Regions from separate parts of the Anser cygnoides genome. Here region 2 is linked to region 1. Evidence: chromatin contacts called from public Hi-C data. All regions are on one chromosome and are shown on one strand. Each heading gives the region's core, a stretch centred on a gene start, on an enhancer-like site or on the middle of the called end of the contact. The rest is flanking DNA. Distances are from core to core; before and after follow the strand shown.

Region 1 (3,257 bases), core at 431-2,930:
TCTCATATGTTGATTTTTTTTTTTTTTAGTGTTGCTTCCTCAAAGCTGAGTTGAACGTGGGAGTCTGATTGCAAAATTGGCTTTCTTCCATGCATTGTAACATGTAGTTGGAAAACTCACTACTTTGTGTTATTCCTTATCACTTCTACTACTAGCCCTAAACAGTTCTAGAAATGGAGCTACTGGGATGCACCGAGTTTCTCAGTTACAACATTTAATCCACCTTAAACTACACAGCTGGAGCCTTGGAAAGCCTAACTCCCAATAAAATTGGCATGCTAACAATAGAACTGTCTTAATTCCTCTCAAAGCTGGACGCATCGATCTGTCTTAGTTTGACATGTTACTTGGGTCTGATAGACCTGAGCCTCACATGACAAACCAGCTGAAATCACCAGGTAAAAGCTGCTGCTTTTCCTGTTGTTGGCTTTGCAGAATTAAAGCTGTAACACAAATAATTAAGTTTAAAGGCCCTTCTGCAATGAGTTGTGGATAACGGAAACCAGCGTTGTTTTATTAAAGTGTGTGGGAGAGAATGTGGGCTTTCTGGCAGTATGTGGCTGGCTAAAAGATGCTCTGTGTACGTATGGAGATAAAATATTTTTTTCTATTCCCTGCAAGTTTCTGAACTCTGCCAGGGGCTTGCAATTCAGTGTCCTAGTGTTCCTGGAACCGGTACTGAGTTGGTTTGTTTCTCACTTTTCAGTGGAACTCCGAACTGGAGGCTGTCTACACCTATGTCAGACCTGTATTCCACTGTATTCCTTTTCATAGCTGAACTTGCCTTTTTTTTTTTTTTTTTTAAGTTTTCTCTAAAGTGCATATTCTAAATTTCTCTAAATTGAGTATTCTTCGGAGAGGTTTTATGGTATAGGTTTTATAATCTCTATAGAGGTTTTATAACTAGATTTTTGTAAAGGATAAGAATTAAAGCCAAGCTGCTGGAGCATATGAATCAGTTCCGATGTCCCATCTTGCTGCAGCAGGTAAAATGGTAAGTTAAAATGAAGTTTTCCTAGCTGTGAAAAAATAAGATTTATCAATCAAGAAGAAATCTGTAAACACTTAAGGTTCTTATCAGTGAAACTCGGTTATTTTTTTCTCCCAAACAGCTCTCCATTATCATAGTTTAAAAAAACGTGCACGTCCATGCCCAAGGAGTCCCTTGCTTCTTTTCCCTTGGGACTTCCTCAGCCCCAAAAGCCTTTTCTCCCGCTGAACCCTCTTGGGTGGGGCAGGGGAAGGCGCTCGCGTTCCTGACGCTCTTCTCTCCGTACCCCGGTCACCCCCCTGAGGCCGGTACAGCTCCCTTTGCTCAGCCTTTCACTAATACCGGGAGCTGTTACCTACGCTGTGCAGCAGTTCAGCCCTTAACCTGCTCCCGCCGCCCCCCCCACGCGCCGCTGAGGGTCTGCGCTCCCCTCGTGCGGCTCCTGCAAAGCCCCGGGGCGAGCACAGCTCCGAGAAGCAGCCGCTCTTTATCTGTTTATCTCCCTCCCTCCCTTCCTTCCTTCCTTCCTTCCTCCCCAGCCCGCCGAGGGGCCCTCCACGGCTGTGAGGGGCACCTGTGGCGGCGGGGGGCTGCCCGGGGGACCCCTTCCCTTCCCTTCCCTGCCTTCCCCGCCCTGCCCTGCCCTGCCCTGCCCCGCCGGGCCCGGCCCCGCGGCCTGCCCCGTCCCTCCCTCGCTCCCTCCCGGCGGCTCTGGCGCAGTCTCGCGACACTTCCCGCAGCGCCCAGCCGAGCCGAGCCGTGCCGAGCCGAGCCGCTCCGGTAGCGGCGGCAGCGGCAGCACCGCCACAGGCGGCAGCAGCGGGCAGAGCCCCCCCGGCCAAGCCGCCCACCCCCGCGGCTCCCCGGCAGGCGCCCGGGCTCGGCCGCGCTCTGTCCCCGCCTCGCTCCGCCCGGCAGCGGGGGAACCCACCCAGGTGGCTGACGGCTGAGCCCCTTCCCTCGCCTCGTTTTATTTTTATTTATTTTTATTTTTTTATTATTATTATTATTTTTTTGCCTCCTCTCCCTCCCCGCGAACACGCATGCCGAGGGCGGCGGGACGCGGCACGCAGCCCGGCTGCGGCGGGCGCTGAGCTGCGGGAGGAGGGAGCGGCGGGCGAGCAGGGAGGGGGCCGCGCTGTCAGCAGCAGCAGCACCGCCACCGCCACCAGCACCGCCAGCAGCCGCTTCTTCCCCCTTCCGCCGCCGCCCCAAACTTTCGGCCTGCCTCCGGCGCTGCCCGGCTCCACATCAATGGGTGAGTCTGGGCCGGGGGCAGGAGCCGGCAGGGTGAGGCTGCCCCCGCCCGCCTCGTGGCTCCCAACTTCTCCCCCCCCCCCCCCCCCCCGGCTGGCCGCTCGCCTGCGGGGGAGACCCCGACCCGTGCTGGGCAGCCCCTGGGCTGGGGCCGTTGTGGGGTCGGTTGCGGGGCCGTTGGGGCCGTTGTGGGGTCGGTGGTTGGGCGGGGGGCGGTGGGTCGCGGCAGGCGCTGCCCGTGAGGTGGCTCCCGCGGGCCGCGTGAGGCGGCTCCGGCCGGGGCGGGCAGCGGCCGCTACCTGGGCGGCGAGGGAGGGAGAGGAGGCAGCGGGGGGCCGGGGGCCGAAGGGCCGCGTTGTGCCCGGCTGAGGGGCCGGGGTGAGGCGAGGTGGCGGTGCCGGGCGCGGGCTGGTACCCCCGGGCTGGTGCAGGCTGAGGGCAGCGTCGCTGAAGGGGCTGGATATAACGCGCCGTGCGGGCAGACATCTTACAGCGCGTTACCTGCTGCCACACCGGGAGGAGAGGGGGGAGATCACCCTCTCTTTGTTCCTGGGGAGCTCAGCCCGCCAGGTGCCCCCCCAGCGATGCGGAGCTGCCGCACCTGCACGCCGCAGGATGAAGCGCTGCCTCTTCGCCACGGACTTCCACCGAGCGCTCCGGTCCAGGCTGAAAGGCATCCAGGCATACGCAACTCGCTCAGCTCCATCCGTCCGAGCCGCCTCCGAGGCTGCTGACCGCAGGCCAGCACCCCCAGACTGCCACGTTTAATCGGGTGTGCGTAGAGGACTCTGTTAGGGCTGGGGTGCTTGCGAGGTAACGCTGCTCCAAGCTCTGACAGGGCTTTAGGCGCAGCGAGGTGGCTGGTTACAGCTGAGGGATGGAGCGAAATCTCTCGTCAGTATGGTGTGTCGCAGGCAATCGAGTTTTGCCATATCACTTTTGTTTTCCTGCCCTCTCAGGGCATGTTTTTTGGTTCTTAACTTTGTATTGTGACGCAAGAAGACTCTTC
Region 2 (2,878 bases), core at 107-2,606, 83 kb after region 1:
ATACTCTCCTCTAGCAGCACAGCTATGGATGTACAGAGCTAAGGATGCACAGAGAATAACGAGGCCAAGAGAGGTTTCCCTTAGTTTTCTGTGGTCAGTTTGAGCATGGTGCCAAAGTCTCCTTGCTCAAGTGACAACAGCTAAGCAAGTAGCTACTGTTGCATTCAATAATAAGGAGTCTTCTAAGAGCTGTGTGGCAAATAACTCCCTCCATGTAGAAGGAGTTGCAATATTTAGCTGCAGAGGGAATCTTAAATGCCACGGGGATTCTTTTCTTCAAGTGTCCTTGTGCTGCGATTTTTAAACAACCCTATCTCAATCTGTTTGCTGATCATAGAGTGTGACCTGACCTGAAAAAGAGTACTTTCTTCCTTCTTCTTGTTCGGAAGGGAAGAGGAGAGGGATGTATCTAAAGATCTGTAGCCACTGTTCGGCAGTGAAAATAGTCAATCTGATTTATTTGCTTGGGCAATGTAATTTTGCTGCTTGGAACCTCAGAGCAGGTCCAGTGATGTAGGTGTGAAGTTTTGATGTTTCTACTACCAAGTTGATGGTAAGTGCTTTTCTATGGCTGTGGTGTTACTTTGCGTAGTTTTGCTACTTAACTTGGTTGGCCTCAAATAAGTGGCAGCACTTTAGCAGGCAGTGACATTTTGAGCAGAAGAATCTTGGCCTCTTGGGCTGTTGGCTTGTAGAGAGTTTTTCCTTGAGGAATATTGACAAGTGTCCAGCAGTGGTATTCAAGGAAAATAGATGAATTATTTGTAAGAAACATCTAAGAAGGTAAGATGAAAAGAATGAATTTCTGAATAAAAAAGTTGTTATGAATCCAACTTTGTTATCTTGTTTCTTCAAGTTAATTATTTCTAAGCACTATGTTGCAATTAGGGACTCCTGTAATAAATTCAGTGAAAAATCGAAATGCTTCTTGTGAAGGCTTGTGTCATCAAACAAGTAGTGGTGATTGCTTTTGTGGGTCACAGATGTAATCTAGGGATAATTTAAAGTTGGCTTAATGCCACCAGTAGTAGCCTACCCATGTTAGTACTTCCACTACACGCTGAGGGCATCGATCGGTTGTGGTATTTTTAGTTGTAGATTACTGTCCATCAGTTACGCAGGTTTTTGTTATAAAGACCAGGAGAAGATTGACCAGGATTTGATTTTGCTTGCTTTTCACTGAGAAAAGTAAAAACAGAACATTTCTAATCCTTTAATGTTTCTTGCTGACTGCATGTACTAGTGACCTAACAGAAATATACAGTAAAAATGACTGCTGTGGTGAACAAAATTTAGGAAATGGTGCTATGCTTGGCCTTGATATATCTGTAAGAGTTAATATTTTTTAGGGATTTCATCTCTTTACAGGCTTGTAAGTATGATCTAGAAGTTAGGGCTACACCTAAGAAATAATGGTTTTATTTTCTTAGAAAAGATCTTAGATCTTAGAAAAGATCTTAGATCTTAGGCTGGACTTCAGGAAGAGGTTCTTCACCGAGAGGGTGGTCGCACACTGGAACAGGCTCCCCAGTGAAGTAGTCACTGCACCAAGCCTGTCTGAATTTAAGAAGCGATTGGGCTGTGCACTTAGTCACATGGTCTAAACTTTTGGGTAGACCTGTGCAGTGCCAGGAGTTGGACTCGATGATCCTTATGGGTCCCTTCCAACTCGGGATATTCTATGATTCTGTGATCTGCCAGAGTTCCTCTGTAACTTCCATTAAATTGTTCTGTTGGCCAAATTGCCACACATGAATTTTTCAGTTATTAATGTGTATTGATTTTTTTTTCAGATGCACAGAGTTTTTCTGATTAATTGCAGTGGCATATCAAAAATTACTCAAAACTTCCAGGTATTTCAGCTATCTCTTTCTCAGGCTACCTATTGACAAAACCTGGGTTATACCTGCCTGGGTTATGCTGAGATCTGTTGTGATCATGCGTGGGGGTGGTGATAATTAAAATCTGGAAAACAGAGCATTTTAATATAGTGTTCCAGTGTTTTCATGCTCTACTGCTGAAAGGCTCAGAAAAGAACAATTTGTTCAAGTGTAGAGATGGGGTTAGGGAAACATTAAGTCATCCTTGTGCATTCCCTGACAATTCCCAGGGCTGCACCAGCCCTAGGCAGTTTTGGTGGGTGCTTCAGGTGCTGCTCCATCAATCCCTGTCTAAGGAAAAAGGCCGAGGCACTGAATGACTTGTCTGAAATTTCATGAATGTGAGCTGTGGTTGTCTTGCTTATGCTATGCCAGAACCTGGGAGAGACCATTCTTATGCTTCTTCCTACAGTTCATATGCCAAGAAAATCCTTTCCTGGCTAGGTGTGGGTCTTTTCGTGTATCTTTTCACAACCCCAGAATTTTTGCTTGGCATATAGAACTGTTGTTCTTAATCTTCTGTAAAACTGAATTTAATATATATATATATATATATATATCCTTGGCTTTAGTTAGAATTGGCATTGTTGTACCCTGTTAATAACAGGTTAGGAAGGCCTTTTATTTTCCTTAGAGCATTTTCAGATTGGTTTAAAAAAAAAAAAAAGCAAAATTATTGCTATTGTTACTGTTACTAAATATCATAAGAAAATTAGTCAGGTCTTGGAACAGAAAAAACACTGGAAGACATCTCTTCTTTTTTTTTTTCTTTTAATGCTTTTTCCAACATGGTGGAATTCCATCTTTTCCAACTTTCAAAATCTAAAAACAGATCCAAAGTTGTGCAACTATTTCAGATCTGTATAAATTCAGTACGATCTTCAATCAGCTATAAAGGTACATCAATGAAACCTGCATGTAACGAGCTTAAGTGTTCAACGGCTATGGCTTACTTTGTGGAAGTTTTGTTCCAATTTTGGGGTATTCCTTATTCATTC

Evidence for each region. Hi-C and Micro-C count contacts between places; a contact is called where the count stands out from the background.
Region 2: a Hi-C map of liver shows a contact between it and region 1, with 1.8 times the contacts expected there. The contact joins the enhancer-like site here to the promoter of SH3KBP1 in region 1. A contact is called at or near these places in 3 of 7 Hi-C or Micro-C datasets (all in liver).

Annotation. Positions count from the first base shown.
Region 1 is chr1:128,605,462-128,608,718 of Taihu_goose_T2T_genome, forward strand. It overlaps SH3KBP1 (SH3 domain containing kinase binding protein 1), which reads left to right and starts at 1,681. Exons shown (of 19, transcript XM_066981109.1): 1 at 1,681-2,249. The coding sequence starts at 2,246.
Region 2 is chr1:128,688,530-128,691,407 of Taihu_goose_T2T_genome, forward strand. The region is part of intron 3 of SH3KBP1 (SH3 domain containing kinase binding protein 1); the gene reads left to right. Among named protein-coding and RNA genes, the nearest start is that of SH3KBP1, 83 kb to the left of the region's middle. Within about 2 kb of position 1,357, at least 1 of the 3 cell types and tissues checked has open chromatin away from gene starts, as enhancers often do. A contact at or near this core is called in liver, where this site is marked.